Regions from separate parts of the Danio rerio genome. Here all the other regions are linked to region 2. The links are chromatin contacts, called in public Hi-C and HiChIP or PLAC-seq maps. All regions are on one chromosome and are shown on one strand. Each heading gives the region's core, a stretch centred on a gene start, on an enhancer-like site or on the middle of the called end of the contact. The rest is flanking DNA. Distances are from core to core; before and after follow the strand shown. Region 1 holds the start of zgc:172121. Region 2 holds the start of zbtb11 (zinc finger and BTB domain containing 11). Region 3 holds the start of tmem131 (transmembrane protein 131).

Region 1 (2,700 bases), core at 192-2,691, 130 kb after region 2:
AAAAAACAGTAAAAATAATTTAAAACATTATTTTAACTACAATAAAGACAATCATAAAGGTCACTGAAATTTTTATCCTGAAAAATTATCCTACTTTCCATGGTCACGTTGTTTCATTTCTCTAGTCTGAAAGATTATTTTGTAAGGTACATAACATGGACTGCTATTAAATGTCCACATTTGCCTGTGCCAAATTTAATGTACATATGCATGTCTATTCAGAATGACTAAAGGTCTTTTCTTTAAATGTTCCCATTACAAACTGCATCCTAACGGTTTTGTATCATAAAACCAAAATGATTTGAACACACTTTAAGGTGGATCTAAATGAACATTCTATAAGAGCTAAATCACTGACTCCTGTAAATGAACCTGGGCAGAATTAACTGGAAATAGCTAGGCTTATCCACCGCCTCTAACACAGTGAAAAGTAGGGCTTTCCTCTCAAGAGCCCTTCTTGGACTTTCTCAGACACCTGCTGTGGCCCTATGCTATCACTGCAAACATTTCATGCTGTCTGCGTGGAGATGGATCAATGTACACTATTAAGGAGACCGAATGTGAATTGGAAAATAAACAGTGTAGGTGCACAACAGAGAAAGAAGACGATGGCGAAGATATCCCGTTACCCACAGAATAACAGGGTTTAGTCTGTTGTGGAAATGACACTAAAAAAGCATGTTTTTTTCCACACACTGACATTAAAGTTTCTGACTGAATATGGCGTCTTTCATTTCATTGTGATGTTGTAGAGCCTGAGGCCACACAACTACTTTTCAGATACATAACAAATTAAGCAACTTACAAATGTCCACCAAACCATATTCAGTCAGGAGCCAGAGATTTCTTTTGAAAGCAACTTCTCCAATAACTATTTCTTCTGGAGGAAAACAGTGACATCAAGTGGTGGACCAAATAACAGCGTTTGATATGTCAAAACAATACAAATATTCCAAGTTTATAAACACCGTTTTGTTTAGTGTATCATGATAAACATTCTTCATTTAACAAAACTTTAAACAGCCAACTAGTTTCCAGTTTATTTTTTGTAACCTCGATTAACTAAGTTAGATTAACTTACAGTTCACATGAGATGTTTAGCACGTTGCATTTGTTATATTTAGTGCACACAACACATATTTGATATAGTGGGTTTTGTGACTTTGTTCATCTCAGTACGTTAGAGACACTGAACAATAAAAAATAAGAATTGCTAAAAAGCAAATGACTTCCGCTAAAACTAAAATAACCATTCATGATCCTATGAGTTTAGTTCTTCATCAAACATATCTAAAAACTCAGTAAAAATATTTTCCACTTACCATGTGTGAATTTTGTTATTAAATGGATAATGATAATGACTGTTGTTTGTTGTTTAAGAGAAGGTGGGTCGTCTTCCTTTATCCTCGCTGTTATGTGCCACCATCACCATAGCAACAACATCAAACGTGCTAATGACAAATAAAGCAATGAAACGGACTCCCAGTTAACGCGTAGCCTTTTTAACATTAAGACAACTTCTATTTGTGAAGTCTACTCAGTAAACAGACGACTGGGGGTTGAATATTTTGCTTAGTTCGATTCTCACTGTAACCCGGAAGCGTTCGTTTCTGACCTTTACCGCCAACTGACGCGCGCGCACATGGGTTTGTTATGGTTGGGTTTTTAACACTAGTTATGCTTCAGTGTTCATTGCTGAGCTATGCAATAATATCTCGAGCTATGTGGAAAATATTTAAATGTTAGACGGTTTAATATCCTTCTAACATTAGATTTAGCTTAAAATGTCACAAGCATTATATAATACAAGACAAGGGTCTTTTACTCTCTCCATAAAATGGTTTAATGTTTAAAGCTGAAGGTATGTCCACTCATTTCAGCAGCTGAAATGGATTCCAGTCCATTCATTTTAGATGGCGGTCTAGCAACAGAACTCGAAGCAAGTGGATTTCAGTTACAGGTAAATTAGTTATTATGACACACAGACCTATTGTCAGTAATTTAATGGTAAACTCGTACTGTGTACTGCAGGGAGATCCACTGTGGAGTGCACGAGTTCTGCATACAGATCCACAGGCTATTAAGGATGTCCATTACAGGTAATTACAAGCTTCTTTGTGCTGTTAAGCAATGAACGTTGTTTATATCTGATGTAAACCATTAAAATTAACATTACTTATACTACATGTAACTCTTAAAATAGTGTTTTTATGAGTATATACCTTTTGCTTTCAGAACTGTCCTTGTGGCAGATAATTATCAAGGTGCTGATAAAAATACAGACGTGCAGTGCACTTATTTTTAGGACTAAATTTAGGAAACTACACATTTAATGTAACTGAATAAAAGTACCAATACTTTTAAATATTAAATGCAATAACCTTTAAAAGTATTTATGTTTCAAGTTAATTGTGTTCTTCTTAACTTTCTGTTGACTAGTTTCTGTTGATTATTTAGCATCAAATCAGTATATTAGAATCAGATGTCATCATAGGAATAAATTACATCTTTAAATGTAAAAATAGAATAAAATTTCTAATAATAAAAGTAAAAAGATTCTAATAATATTTCACAATATTACGTTGTGTACTACATAGTTTCTACCCAGCCTAAGTGTGCTTAAAATGCATTATTCAACATCTTAACAAATCCCAGACTTTGACAGTTGAACATTTGCTTTCATTAATTTGAACTCCAAAT
Region 2 (2,700 bases), core at 53-2,552:
ACAACCGCTTTCTTTTGTTGTCATTTAAAATTAGAAGAAAAAAATAAATTCTTAAAAGTTAAAATATTGTGTTGTCTAAAAATGTATGTAAACATGTCTGTGGGGAAAAAAACATGACACATTTAGTTATTTTTTGCATACAAATGCTGTAATTGTCAAAAAATGTTGTACTGAACACTAGTTTTATTCTGTAAAATACCAATAACATTTCTAACATATTTAAAATAAAAATGTTGGCCCTTAGAAACTTTATTTTTATATATTTTAATAGTTTGTAACAAGTGGCAAATCGTGCATTTACAAAGACAATAAATTACCATTTTGTTTTTGTTTTTTCGCTGCAATCCTCAAATAGTACTTTATTATTTAATCAAATTATTATTGTTCTATATATTCCAGTCAAGCGTATTATGATGTATAAACTAATGTTACTATTTGTGTTTTACGTGTTTCTACTACTTAACAGGAAAAACTTCTACTCTACAGTAAAAACACAAATAAACCAAACACTTTCTGGGAAGAAATCAAGTCTGTATTGACATTTTTGGATGCTTAAAAAACATTTTCATCTCTTACCCCTGTAAGTTATGTCTGTTAATCTATCTCACTGGCGTATTAATAACTATGATAATAGCAAATCGTCTTTTCAAACTGCCTGATTCATCCTACCTGACCAACTTATATTATAAACCTAGCATGACAGACTGTGCCAGAAACATCAACATGACACCAGCTGTCAGACAGCATCACAGAGCAGTGTGGCATCAGTCTGGAAGCTTCTTGCTCATTAAAGCAGTGATTATCGTACCTCTCCACCAGTATTTCTGGGAGATGATTTCCCACGTCTGCTGCTGGTTGAGGTGTTCCCCTCCGGACGTGATGTGCGCCTCCGTGATCAGTTCCTTCCGCCTGTCGGCCGTCAGCACCACTTCCAGCTCCGTGAACTCATCCAAGCCTTTCTGCCGACGCTGATAGTAAAGGATTCCATTGCGCACTATGTAACAGGCTGCTGCCTTTCGGATCTTCCTCTTGGTGTTGCCGTGCGTGCCCGGCGCGTACGGCTCGCGTTCATCGGTCAAGTAGCGCTGGATGGCTAAATAACTCTCCTCGCTCGACATTACCCCGATTAATGACGCTCACGCAACAAAAACAAGACACATCGGCCAATGAGAGGTATTCTCGAGCGCAGAATTCAATGACGTATTTTTTCAGCCCTTTTGCACTTCCATGGATGATCCAGAAATGTATCGAGGTTGATATTTCTGAAATGTTTTCCAAGGGGGAACGTCAGTTCTTGACCGTGTGGGGTAGACTTGCATGAACAGACAAAATGGCTGCTGCACAACCGGATGTTGCGTTTGAAATGGCGAAAGCAGCCACACACTTCGCACTAGTAGAGCGTCACGGAAACGGCAGAGCGCGCTGTTTACCAACAAGAACATTCTTTTTTTGTTGCATTATAACCTGAGCATTCATTCATTTTCTTTTCGGCTTTGTCCCTTCATTAATCTGGGGACGCCACAGCGGAATGAACCGCCAGACTATCCAGCATATGTTTTACGCAGCAGATGCCCTTCCAACTGCAACCTATCACTGGGAAACATCCATACACCCTTATTCACACACGTACATATGGTCAATTAGTTCATCCAATACACCTATGCCACATGTTTTTGGATTTGTGGGGGAGATGATTATAACACAAATACAACAAGGCAAAATTCGATTAACAACTTTCATCTACATTTACAGAGCAGAGCAAAAATAATAATCAAATCAAAAGGATAATAATACAAATAAAACATTTTAGATTTTAACTTTAACTTTAAAGATTTACAGTATTATCAAAATTCCATTTGGAAAAAGTTTTGTTTTAGGGCTCTTGCATTTATCAATAAAACAATTTTTCCAAAATTAAAACATTTTTCAATACACACGAAATATTAACATCTTCCCCTTTTAAACCAAATAAAATATAATTTATAGAAAATTGCAAGGACAACTTTAGAGAAACCTTTACCACTCAAATGAATAGGAGGTTTTGCTAAATTACCAGTCAAAAAATAAATGTGCAGTTGTTTCAATATCAACTTCACAGAATGTACAAATGTTGTAATCAAAATAAAATCTGTGTCTTAAGAAATTATGAAAATGTGTATATAAATATAATTGAATATTTTAAAGTGTCATTTTTTTAGCTTTGGGGGGTATGGGGAAGGAAAGAAACATTGTTCTTAATTCAATAATAGAGCTCTTGGAAAAAAGAAAAGACACATAATTTCTACTAGCTTGTATTGGAAATTTATCTTGGGTTATTATTAATCTTCCCTGCTGAAAAATCCAGCTTAAACCAGCCTAGGCTGGTTGGCTGGTTTTAGCTGGTCGACCAGGCTGGTTTTAGAGGGGTTTTGGCCACTTCAAGGCTGGTTTCCAGCCATTTCCAGCCTGGTCTTAGCTGGTCAGGCTGGGACATGACCAGCTAAAACCTGCTTGACCAGCCTAGCCAAGCAGGGAGTCCAGCCAGAACCAGCTATATCCAGCTTAAACCAGGCTGGTCAAGCTGGTTTTAGCTGGATTTGGCTGGTCATTTTCCAGCCTGACCAGCTAAGACCAGGCTGGAAATGGCTGAAAACCAGCCTGGAAATTGCCAAAACCCCTCTAAAACCAGCCTGGTCAACCAGCTAAAACCAGCCAACCAGC
Region 3 (2,700 bases), core at 3-2,502, 220 kb after region 2:
TTGTGTTTAACAGAAGAATCTTATAAATGTTTAAAACAGGGGGGTCCAAACTCTGTCCTAGAGAGTTTAGCTCCAACTTGCTTCAACACACCTGCCAGGAAGTTTCTAGTATATAGTAAGTTCTTGATTAGCTGGTTCAGGTGTGTTTGATTAGAGTTGGAGCTAAACTCTCCAGGACCGAGTTTGGACATCGCTGGTTTAAAACAAGCAAGGGTGGGTAAATGGTGATTTAATTGTGTTATTGGTGGGGTGAACCATCACTTTAAACGCTATAAGACAGCTCTGTATCAATATAATATATTGCTTAGTGACAAATCTCTGCAAAACTCACAAGCAGTAACACACAAGTATTTAACTGTGCCTAAGCAACAAGATAAAATATAGTAAAAAAAAAAAAAAAACTTGCATGAACTTGCAGTATGCAGTCTCCTCCTCCTTCCTCTGTGAGTTAGTTGACATGTCACTGACTGACAGACTGGGCCTCAGAACTAAACTCTCACATTAAAACTTTACTTTTACCACTAACACGTCCACATAACATCGCGTTATTAGACGTTTCGAGGTTTAAAACCTCACGAACGTTATATCTAGTGTAAAATAAACTCGTTGTTGAAACCCCTGCCGCACTTATTAGCCAAAACAACCAAACGTTAATTACAAGAACTAGTGACCAGCGCAGCGAGTGAACCATTCGTTTAAGAGGTATTATAAAGCTGAAAACCAGTCATGGATAGGTTAGCATTCTGTAAACATTATTCATTGTTGTGTTTAGTTTTCAAAGAGAGAATAACTTCAGACATGTTCAGCGTGCTCGCTAACGTAATATGACTAAGCCTGTTAGCTTTAATACTCAAGCTAAACTAACGTCTCTGTACACTGTCCAGCAGCTTTAAGTCAACAAAATAAAAACGGTTAGAACAGTCATCCAACCAAGCCAGATCTGTGATTTTAATCTGATGGATAACGCTTGATTAAATATTTATTTAATTCTTTAACACGCCAAAGGCTCGAAGCTAACAGTCATTAGCTTGCAGTGAAGCCGCGGTGTGTGTACAAGCATACAGACTCACGAAACACAGTGGAAAACATACAACACGCTTCAGGTGGTTACCTTGTTTGTTCGCCTGTGCCACGTGAATAAATGCAATAAATAAAAGGCGCAGAAGTCCAACACATGCTGATTTTGTTCGTGTCGGATGTAGGGAACTCTGTGTTGTGTCCTTGCTCGCCATCCTGCTGCTGTTTCTTTAGCCGTGCGCGCGTCCTGTGCGCGCTCATATAAACAGAGCTCACGAGTTCACTCACGCGCGACACCCGGAGGATCTGATAGAAACTACAGTATGACGGACTCAATTTTTCTGCAATCAACACCGTTATTATTCAACCCTAAAAAATTTAACAGGGTTGAACTGAACACACAAAATGGTTAAAATTATCTACACTTACATAAAGGCTATTAAAATTAGTTTTTTTGGGGGGGGGATTGTGGGATGGGGGGGGGGGGGGGGCTGTAACTAGTTATTCCCATGAAATGATAACAACAACAACAAATAATTAATTATTATTACTATTATTATTATTATTATTATTATTATTATATTATTATTATTATTATTATTATTATTATTATTATATTATTATATTATTATTATTGTAATTCCATTTATTATTTAAATTATTTATAGTAGCTGTATTATTTTATTAACAATAATAATAATAAAACATTTATAATGGAATAAAAATATGAAACCTCAAGTTGCAAACTCTGAATAATAAAAAGGTAAAAATAACAATGTTTACTTCATGCTTTTAGCCAAATAAAAATATATGTAAAAGCATAAAAACACCAAAGATATTTCTATTATTATTCTCATTATTAGTAGTAGTAGTAGTAGTAGTAGTTGTTGTATTATTATTATTATTATTATTTTTATTGTTGTATTAATAATAATGATAATGATAATAATAAATGTAATTCCATTTGTATCTATTTTAATTAATAATAATAATAATAATAATTTGTAGTTTATAATAAAATACATTAATGAATCATAGATTTACAAACAATGATAATAATTCATGCATTTAACCAAATAAATAATAAGTGTTGAATTGTATTGTGTGTAAAAGCCTAAAAACACTTCCTAATATTTCACTATTATTATTGTTGTTGTTGTTGTTGTTGTTGTTTCTATTAAAAAACTGCAATTTACAAAATAATAATTAATTGTTCTTTGTTTTATAAGCATTTCTCCTTTTTTTCATAGTTTTTTATACACAACGTAAAATGACAGAATAAATGGTCATGAATTGTTTTTTGAATAATTTGTTTAGCATGCCTGTATACACAGCCTGAAGATCGTAATGCAAATCAGCTCCTATGAACAGGAAAAACATAACCCATGTAAAAAAGCTCACACAAACCAGCTGCACATATTCATAATCTTTTCCTAGAATACCAATTACATGTCAAGTGAATATAAATATTATGTAGAATTGCATTCAAAAATCAAAAATGTCAACTGAATGTCAACATTGAAAAAAATTAAAATTGGCATGCATGCATATTCAGCATATTCATTTTCATGAAACTGAAAATATTCTTAGCAGCAACTGATTTAATCAGGTACATTACACATTGCATTATACAATATCTTTATTCCCTGTCTAATTTTTTTATTAATGATTTTTCATGTATGC

Evidence for each region. A called contact is a pair of places that touch in the nucleus more often than the background predicts. HiChIP or PLAC-seq counts read pairs in DNA pulled down with a chosen protein or histone mark.
Region 1: a contact with region 2 is called in an H3K4me3 HiChIP or PLAC-seq map of gastrula embryo, with 5 times the contacts expected there. The contact joins the promoter of zgc:172121 here to the promoter of zbtb11 in region 2. A contact is called at or near these places in 11 of 18 Hi-C or Micro-C datasets (caudal fin, embryo, fibroblasts and 4 more) and 3 of 4 datasets of contacts at active chromatin or transcription factors (caudal fin, embryo and gastrula embryo).
Region 3: a Hi-C map of hematopoietic stem cells shows a contact between it and region 2, with 2.5 times the contacts expected there. The contact joins the promoter of tmem131 here to the promoter of zbtb11 in region 2. A contact is called at or near these places in 2 of 18 Hi-C or Micro-C datasets (caudal fin and hematopoietic stem cells).

Annotation. Positions count from the first base shown.
Region 1 is chr6:31,790,829-31,793,528 of GRCz12tu, forward strand. zgc:172121 reads left to right here and starts at 1,442. Exons shown (of 9, transcript NM_001114914.1): 1 at 1,442-1,646; 2 at 1,881-1,960; 3 at 2,032-2,099. The coding sequence starts at 1,643. nme7 (NME/NM23 family member 7) reads right to left here and starts at 1,615. Exons shown (of 12, transcript NM_130929.2): 1 at 1,323-1,615. The coding sequence starts at 1,325.
Region 2 is chr6:31,662,640-31,665,339 of GRCz12tu, forward strand. It overlaps zbtb11 (zinc finger and BTB domain containing 11), which reads right to left and starts at 1,303. Exons shown (of 10, transcript NM_212650.2): 1 at 809-1,303. The coding sequence starts at 1,118.
Region 3 is chr6:31,883,403-31,886,102 of GRCz12tu, forward strand. It overlaps tmem131 (transmembrane protein 131), which reads right to left and starts at 1,253. Exons shown (of 41, transcript XM_005165961.6): 1 at 1,112-1,253. The coding sequence starts at 1,232.